3 separate regions of the Zea mays genome follow, and all the other regions are linked to region 3. A link is a contact called in public Hi-C data. All regions are on one chromosome and are shown on one strand. Each heading gives the region's core, a stretch centred on a gene start, on an enhancer-like site or on the middle of the called end of the contact. The rest is flanking DNA. Distances are from core to core; before and after follow the strand shown. Region 1 holds the start of LOC100303813 (putative magnesium transporter NIPA8). Region 2 holds the start of LOC100217023 (putative BOI-related E3 ubiquitin-protein ligase 2). Region 3 holds the start of LOC103627215 (ribonuclease TUDOR 1).

The links. Hi-C and Micro-C count contacts between places; a contact is called where the count stands out from the background.
Region 1: a contact with region 3 is called in a Hi-C map of endosperm, with 1.7 times the contacts expected there. The contact joins the promoter of LOC100303813 here to the promoter of LOC103627215 in region 3. A contact is called at or near these places in 2 of 25 Hi-C or Micro-C datasets (endosperm and leaf).
Region 2: a contact with region 3 is called in a Hi-C map of endosperm, with 2.9 times the contacts expected there. The contact joins the promoter of LOC100217023 here to the promoter of LOC103627215 in region 3. A contact is called at or near these places in 8 of 25 Hi-C or Micro-C datasets (bundle sheath, ear, endosperm and 3 more).

The regions. Positions count from the first base shown.
Region 1 is chr5:170,183,148-170,185,847 of Zm-B73-REFERENCE-NAM-5.0, forward strand. It overlaps LOC100303813 (putative magnesium transporter NIPA8), which reads left to right and starts at 1,418. Exons shown (of 14, transcript NM_001165443.1): 1 at 1,418-1,579; 2 at 1,858-2,172. The coding sequence starts at 2,080.
Region 2 is chr5:170,519,211-170,521,910 of Zm-B73-REFERENCE-NAM-5.0, forward strand. LOC100217023 (putative BOI-related E3 ubiquitin-protein ligase 2) reads right to left here and starts at 1,298. Exons shown (of 3, transcript NM_001143397.1): 1 at 1,180-1,298; 2 at 663-1,035; 3 at 1-570. The coding sequence starts at 1,241. The coding sequence ends at 73.
Region 3 is chr5:170,331,575-170,334,274 of Zm-B73-REFERENCE-NAM-5.0, forward strand. LOC103627215 (ribonuclease TUDOR 1) reads right to left here and starts at 1,451. Exons shown (of 17, transcript XR_002748364.2): 1 at 1,141-1,451; 2 at 1-110.

The DNA.
Region 1 (2,700 bases), core at 168-2,667, 150 kb before region 3:
TCATATCATGTCTTCATAACAATAAATCAATTACTAAGTTAGCCTAAATATATATTAATTTGTTCCAAATAATAGATTTATATTGCATAAAAAACCACTTTGTGTCTTTGCATTTCGGGTAGTTCGGGTACCGAGTAACATTACTCGAACTACCCACAATAAATTTGAGTTTTTATTATTGCTACCCAAAATTGTGATTGGGTATTTCGAGTTCGGGTAATTCGGATTCGGGTTCATGATTCCAATATCGGTATTTTGCCCACCCCTAGTGCCAGGCACATTTAATGTGGCCAGTCGCTTATGACAGGTTTAGGATTCTGGTATTGGGTATTTTGCTCACCCCTGTGCCAGACACAATTAATGTGGTTAGTCACTTACGACGGGTCAGTCCTAGACCAGACGCGGAATCTACTCGATTGACTTCCTATCGATCCGTCTGACCTCCCTTCTCCGTTTCATCCGACTCTAGGATCATGCCCCGAGACTATCCGGAAGCAGGTCCTTTCGAGGCAGATCTTTCCTTCGTTCTTCTGCTGACTAGTTCAATATGATGCAACACATGATATGCGTTCTAACCATTTCAATTCTCCAACCTTTTCAAGTCCCCAAATTCTGAGGTCCACTTGATTTCGCACTTCATCTCTAGGATTCAAATTTTCTTGGTACTCTTCATGTTTAAAATGTTTTTCCTCTGGCAGCCAAACTTATGTGCCTCGTTCTCTACCATCTCGAGTTATTCACGGTGCTACTTTTTAAATTTGTTAGCACTTAACGATTATATGCTTGAAGATTACTATTACATTTTCTTAAAATTATTAGTCTATAATTAGTTCGAGTTTATGTGAACTTTAGAAATTTATAACGGTGTCCGGGCTTTAATTATAGACTAGACCAGCTCCGCCACGGTTGGAACCACAGTTGAAAGTGCAACGACAACGTAGAAAGCTGAACGAACCTCCTTCCCTCAAAGCCGGTGGCTTAGCTTAATTGTTCCTCAAAGCTGGCATCAGAATTTTGCAAATGAAGCAAAAGATGCTCCGACGACGGTGAAACGAAAGTCCAACCCCCAACCGATGCTGAGACCGACCCTTGTTCCACTCGCAGGACACTTCGATTTTAAAAATCCATTAAAATAAATGAAACCTTTTGAGCACCGAATTAATCCACATGGCCACGCAACAAGCTGTTGCGACGTAGCTGTTTGAAAACCGAGGCGTGAGACCCGCTGGCCGCTGCAAGCTGCCCTGTCTGTCTCTGGCTGTTCCCTTTCCTGGCCCCATCCTCCCGGGCCGCGAGATCGAGATCCGACGGCGCACGCGAATCTTTGCCTGCCCACCACCTCTTGTCCTCTTGTTACTTTTCCTTGTTCCATTTCCTTTCAGCGTGCGCGCTCTATCTCCCTAGCTCCCTCCCCTCCCGAGATCTCCTCTCTTCTTCCCTCCCTCCCTCCCTTCTCTCTTGGCGACGTTTACGCTCACCAGCGCCAGGTACGCGGGTCTTTTTCGGCCGAGGTCGCTGCCGCCCCACGCCAGGTGGTCAGGTCTTCTCCGGTCCCTTCGCCGGCGACGTGCACCACCAGGTACGCCCACCCTTTGGCCTTCCTTTCCTGCTGTGCGAAACCGAGCACCCAAACCCTAACTTGCTATCTGTATTCGGATCTGATCTGATTACAAACTTTATATGCATGCCTACGAGCTTCGATTGTTTTGCAAAAATTATCTGGGGTCCGCCCCCTGGTGCTACACATGCTCTTTGCCTCTTTGAATGCCTCCTGGAATGACCCTATCTTCAAATGACCATTGGAACAACATCTCGATTGTGTGTGTCTGACGATGACATTTGTGTCTTGTTTTGCAGGCTGAGCTCCACAGTGGTTCTTGCAGAGGTTTCAGGTTTGTAACAGACTGCTGGGGTGAATACACCTACTCAAAAAAAAAAAAAGAGAGAAAATGGGAAAGAGACAAAGTTCTCGATGAATTGAAGTCCATATGTCAAAAACAAGAGCAAGGAGCTGTTGTACAAGGGGCTTGTGGAAGGAGCATATCATATATTTGTAGGAGATAACTTTGCACTTGACTCATGGGCGATTGGATTATAGGGGCGTTGATAAACATCGTGGGAAGTGTTGCCATAAACTTTGGTACTAACCTTCTGAAGTTGGGCCATGATCAGGTGGATATTATATGTTTTTGAATTGTGCTCCTTGTTCTTACTTGTAATATACTTCATATATGTGTTCCAGTGAAAAGATCAAGGAGAACATACATGTGGGTGCCCTAGTTTGACCCATTTGGTCAGCTGAGGAGAAAACACCTTTAGTCTAAATCCATTTTCTTTTAAAAAAGAAAGCAAAAAAACTGAACCCTAGTAACATCCTTTTTTTTGTAACCAGATGACCTAGCCATTTCATCTATGTTTTATAGCCTTTATGAGGAAATGTTGCATTAACTGATTAGGATCTTCATTGGCTAGTTAGCTATTTCTAGTGCACCTGAAGGTACTGTTAACAATAAATTGTGCATTTGATGACAAACTGTAGGACAGTAGATCAAATATAGCTTGATTCCCCAGCCCAATTTCGGTAGCTTTGTAGCTAACCTTTGCTGTGGTATTTGAACATTGTCTACATTAATGCTTAACATCCTTTGAAATCAATGTGATTGTAGCTGTTTTTATGCGCAAAAAAAAAGAAGGAACAAC
Region 2 (2,700 bases), core at 48-2,547, 190 kb after region 3:
ACTTGGTTCTCGTTTCGTGATGCCTCCTTCAATTCGAAGCGAACGCGGTGGCACGGGCCATGGATGAATGAATCAGGAGAGGAGGACGTGGAGCGAGCCGTTCTTGGTGGCCGCGCACACGGGGCACGCCTCGCCAGCCGCCGCCTCGCACCCGCGGCACAGGCACAGGTGCCGGCACGGCAGCAGCAGCACGCACGCCTCCGCGTCGCCGCACGACCTGCACGCCCTCGTCCGCCCGCCGGACGCCTCGTCGGCTCCCTGTTCCTGCTCCACCAGGTCGAAGCAGCACGACTGCGCGTCCTCGACGTCGCCCTCGCCAGCGCATGGCGCCTGCGCCTGCGTGAGGCTGTCGAGCGTGGCGCGTAGCCCCGCGGCGACGCCCTGCCACGCCTGCCCCTCGGCCACCGTCTGCCGGAGCCTGTCGTCGAGCTCCGCGTTGCGCGCCAGCGCGCGCTCCAGCCCGGCCTCCGCCGCCCTCAGGCGCCGCGCCGCGCCGCGTCCCACCGCGGACAGCACGGCGCGGGCGTGCCGGCGCCGCGCGTCCTGGAGCCCTGCCTGCAGCCGCTCAGTCTGCGCCGCACAGACCAATCAATTGTTAGACCTCCGAACAAGGAGCATCGACAAGCGTTCCCCCGACAAAAAAAAAGGGTCAAGGATCCGACCTCGACGCGGAGAAGCAGGTCGATCTCGACGCTGTGGCGGTAGATGTGCGGGAGGAGGCCCTGCGACACTGGCGCGGCGCTAGCCGGTCGCTGGCTGGTGGACGCGGAGCCAGAGCAGAGCGCCCTGCTCTGCACGCCCCCCGCGGACGCCAACGCCTGCGGCACCGGGGGCAGCAGAGCGCGCTGGCCTTGCAGTTGCAGGTCCATAGTCACACGAGCGCGCTTCCTTGCGCCGCCGAGGCAACCTCTGCCGTGGCTGTTGCCGTTGCGGGTGAGGCCGCTGAGCGCCGTGTTGCCGCCAGCCGCGGGTGCGGGGTCGGCGTCGGCGACGAGGAACGCCGACGCGCTCGTGGCGTTGTCCAGCGCTGGGCAGCTGCGGAACAAGGCGAGCACGCGGGTGACGATGGGCGCAGCGGCGACGTTGCGGTGGTTTCGGCGATGGCGGACGGATTAATATAGATAGAAGGAGAAGATTAATAGGAGGAGCGGATTCAGGAGTCAGGACGACGAGACGAACCTGGGGATGGCGCGGAGGTCATGTGGGAAGGCGTGGGCGTGGTACTGCGCGTGCACGGCCATGGCACGAGGCGCGGGGGGAGGATGGTTTCCTACGCGCCGCGGCGGATCGGATCGATCACGTAGTAAAGCTTGGGCGGTGGGAGTGCAGTGGGACGACAAGCCGAGGGGGGCACGAGCTAGGCTATATATGGCACTCAGGGCGATGGAGACATGGAGTTTAGCGGTCAGCTGATGAGGAAGACACGTCGCCGACCCGGCGTGCGGCGGGACCATGAACAAAACACCCCTAGCTAGGCTACGTCAGATGCTGGATATCACACCACGGCAGCGCGATGCTCTCATGCGCTGATCTGATACCCTGCCTTTTCGTTTCTGTCCACTTTCTCTGTCCGCGCTTTAATAATTTTGAATCGCTTACCATCCATACCCGCCGGGCCTTAGCTTTGTGACGCAGCAATGGTGAAAGGACGTGGGGGCATGAGCTAGGGATGCCTCCCCTTTGGCTGTGCCCTTTTATGCTCCCTGTTCTTTGCTTTGAGGACAAGTGAAAGTGTGTCTATACACGGCTCACTTGTATTCATTCCGAGCGGTGGGCGGTGGCGCAAGCTAGTAAAAGGCCGCCTAAACCCAACCCAACACGACGCAATCGTCGTTTCAAATGTCCGGGACCGTTTGGATCACAAGGCAGTTGAATTATTATGATCCGAATTATATAAAGGATTATTATGGTCGGATAATGCTTCCGTTTGTAAACTTGTGCTAGATCACCATGCTTGGTACAACCAGTGGCGGGCACAGGACTAAAATTAAGGATGTGTTAGTATAACAAAAAAAATACTCCCTCTGACCTCTGTCCTAATATACAATTTGCTTTAACCTTTTTACTTTTATGTGCATATTTAAGTAGATGACAATAAATCTAGGCACATAAATAATTCACCTCAATCTTCACCTCTCTTCGACTATATGTCGTCTGGAGGCGTCTTAGGTGGCATACTGATCCCAAGATAAACACTAGGATTTCTCCTCTCTGACAGGTCTCTCTTGAGGGTCAGATCTAGGTGCTGTTGATGAACGCCACTGCCTCTGCACACATACGGACCGTCCGACCATCAGACGTGGATCGTCCAGCTTGACATAGAGAAGACCAGCTCGTGCTACAGGTCACATACCGTTCGCGCTGCCGCACAGAGCACCTATAGCTTGCAGTGATTGGCGTCCAGATCAGTGACGTTCTCAGTTTTGACTACCAAGAATTCATGGTAGCAAAGTTTCTCCATTTCAGACGACGATGGACCAAGAATTCAAGGCAACCTCATGTCGTACTCCCTGTTTCAGACGACTAGGAAATATATATAAGATGTACGTACTTTTGCTGAACAAAAGTAGGCACAAGGATTTGACCGGCGCTGTCTGATCTGTACTGTACGTCCGTCAGTTACATCGATCCGTGTGTGTACGTACAGGGATTAGAGTCCACGATTACTCCGGCAGCTCATCAGCACGTACACGTACGTAC
Region 3 (2,700 bases), core at 201-2,700:
CCTTTGTGCACCCCATAATTACAAGACAATCCCCAGATGTCACAGCCTTCACCTTACCCCTTAACCATCTTGGTGCTACTGCGCTGGACGCCATGATACCAGCTTATACCCTGCAATCAAAAGGAAAGATGGTCATTTATTATTAGATGGTGTGACCTAACCTAAGTTTTGTTTCCTATCATATTTGGCAACTCACATTTTTCCTATATTTGCGATTTTTACCTTTCATAAGTAGCTAAGATAGCGAAAACAGAAAATATATGAGATTTAAGTGGAACAATCTCAGTTTTCACATGAAATATTTCCCTTTGAATATAAAGTATTCCGCTAATCATATTTTATGATCAGACGACACCAGTCAGTCCACTTGTCAAACAATTAAAACCAACACGGCAGGAGCTGTTTCACTTATGGAAAGGGGAACTGAAATATCATCAGTAAGCTCGCGGCAAGAATGTAAAGCGCAAGCGCACAGGTGCCAGTCCATGACATCGTGCTTTTATCTCAGTCCATGACATCATGCTTTTATCTTTACACAGGAATTACTCAGCACGAGCAGGTTTCTCTAAAGGGAAACATGGAAAAATTTGTACACGGAAGATTTGGCCCACAGCTAGCCCCCAATACGCGCAAAAGTCCAGCCACACACGCCAGAGGTCACGCAAACCCAACCCAGACACCTTTCTACGACAGCGCAAAAGCGCGGGCAGAGCAGCTCAGCAATGCGCAGAGATGGCGTAAATCCAAATCCAAAAGCGCTAAATCTACCCTCTGCGCCGAGCAACAGGAACAGACATGCAGAGCTGCGACCGTCCACGCATGAGCAGATCTGACACTGGCACAACATAAACACGTGCGATCTCGGAGAATTCCAGCCTCGGCGAGCGGACACCGATGGGAGCAGGCTGCACAGCGTCGAATCAACCGCGGGCCACAGCCACAGCGCATAGATCGGGGTGAGGAGCGGTCCTAAACGCCCAGATCTGCGAGCTAACGCACCCAAGCCGCCACGAACCCAAACGTGCGCATCGGATCAAGGGGCAGGAGCTAACCTGACCTCGGCGGGATCGCCCTGACGCCGCGGAGACGAAGGCGTTAAACAGAATTAGATCTGGGCGACGGGATAAGAGGGACGAGTACCTCCGCTCCGGCAGCGTTATATAGGCACGGGGGTGGGCGCCCCTCACGCCGGCGTGGCGACGAGGCGAGCGCGAGGGGTCGAGAGCCCGTGAGGTTTTTGGGGTGTTGCGAGTGGCGAGACGACGAGGGAGGGGATGGGAGGGAGAGAGTGCTGTGGGGGAGAAGAGTGGTGGTTTATAGAGGGCGCGACGCCAGTCGCCCAGGCGAGGTGTGAGGTGTGAGGTGTGAGGAAGCAGGCCGGTTTTGGCTTTCGCCTGCGGTCCCGTCCGCGTGCGCCCAGCGCCCGCGTCATAGATGCATGGACTCGACGAGGGCCGCTCGCTCGCTTTGGCAGTTGGGCGTATAGTTTGTCGGGCGAGACGCGAGATCCAAGCGTATAGTTTGTTTCGGTGTAAGAAAAGTGAGTAGACGCCACATGGATCAGAGTGATGGCGATAATTCCCGTCCCGTTCGTATTGTTTTCTACATTATCTATTTAGTGCCAGTAACAACTCCATTTTTTCGAAAAATTTCTGTTTTTAAAAAGAAATTAATTCATTTTTTTGGGAAATTGAGAATCTCATGAGAAAATAGTGGCCCTTAAGCTTTTATTTTCAGACAAATTTAAAATATGGACCAAAAAATAGGATGACAAATGTGAATCATTTTAAAACGTTTAGCCTCTATCCGTTCATTTTTATGTATTCTGAAAATACGGGATATGTTGTATTAACTCTGAACCCAAACCTATATGCCGCAATTCATACTTAGGCCAACACAAATAAGGTAATAGACATAAACATCACATATATCTAGATTATAATAATTCATAAACATATTATTAGGCATTTATTTTAGATTATTGCTTGATCTAAATTTCTAAATCTGTCGCGAAAACCATATTTCGGCCACTGTTTTGCGTCGTCCCACCATTCCGTTTAGCACAAATCTATCTCTAGTGTCATGTGTTGTCTTCATGCCGTTGCCGCGGCGACCTTCTGGTCTTCCATCGACAACTTCGAACTTTCAAGACATTATCGAAGGTTGTTGATGTACTAGCTCAATTAAAAATAGAAAGCATACTCACTTTTTTTTGTTGACGTGGATAATTTTAAAAATTAGCAACCAATAAATAGAGAACTGTTGGAGCACACACATTTTACTACTACTTAAACTGATTTAGCAACTTCTTAAATCTATATTTCAGGATGCTAAATTTACATAACTATTGGAGATGCTCTTAATGCTCCAATTTATATTGTGCTAGTCTTTATAAAAGAAAATGATTGAAAATTTACTCTTCGTCTCGGCAAGACCTAAGAATAAGAGACCTGAAAATCAAATTTGCAGTGAGTGTTAGTGCAAGTGCAGCAGCAACATCAGAGAAGGTTCTTCTATGACAATTGTAGACACCAACGGAACTACTAAAAGGAAAAATGGTGAAACTGCACATACGGTGGTTGTTATTGATGGATGAATAGAGATGAAGAGCAAAAGAAAGTTACCCTTACTGGAATGAGGTTTAAAGGGTCGCATCTGGTATTTAAAATTAGTTTACTAAGAAAAAGGTGATAGTTAAAG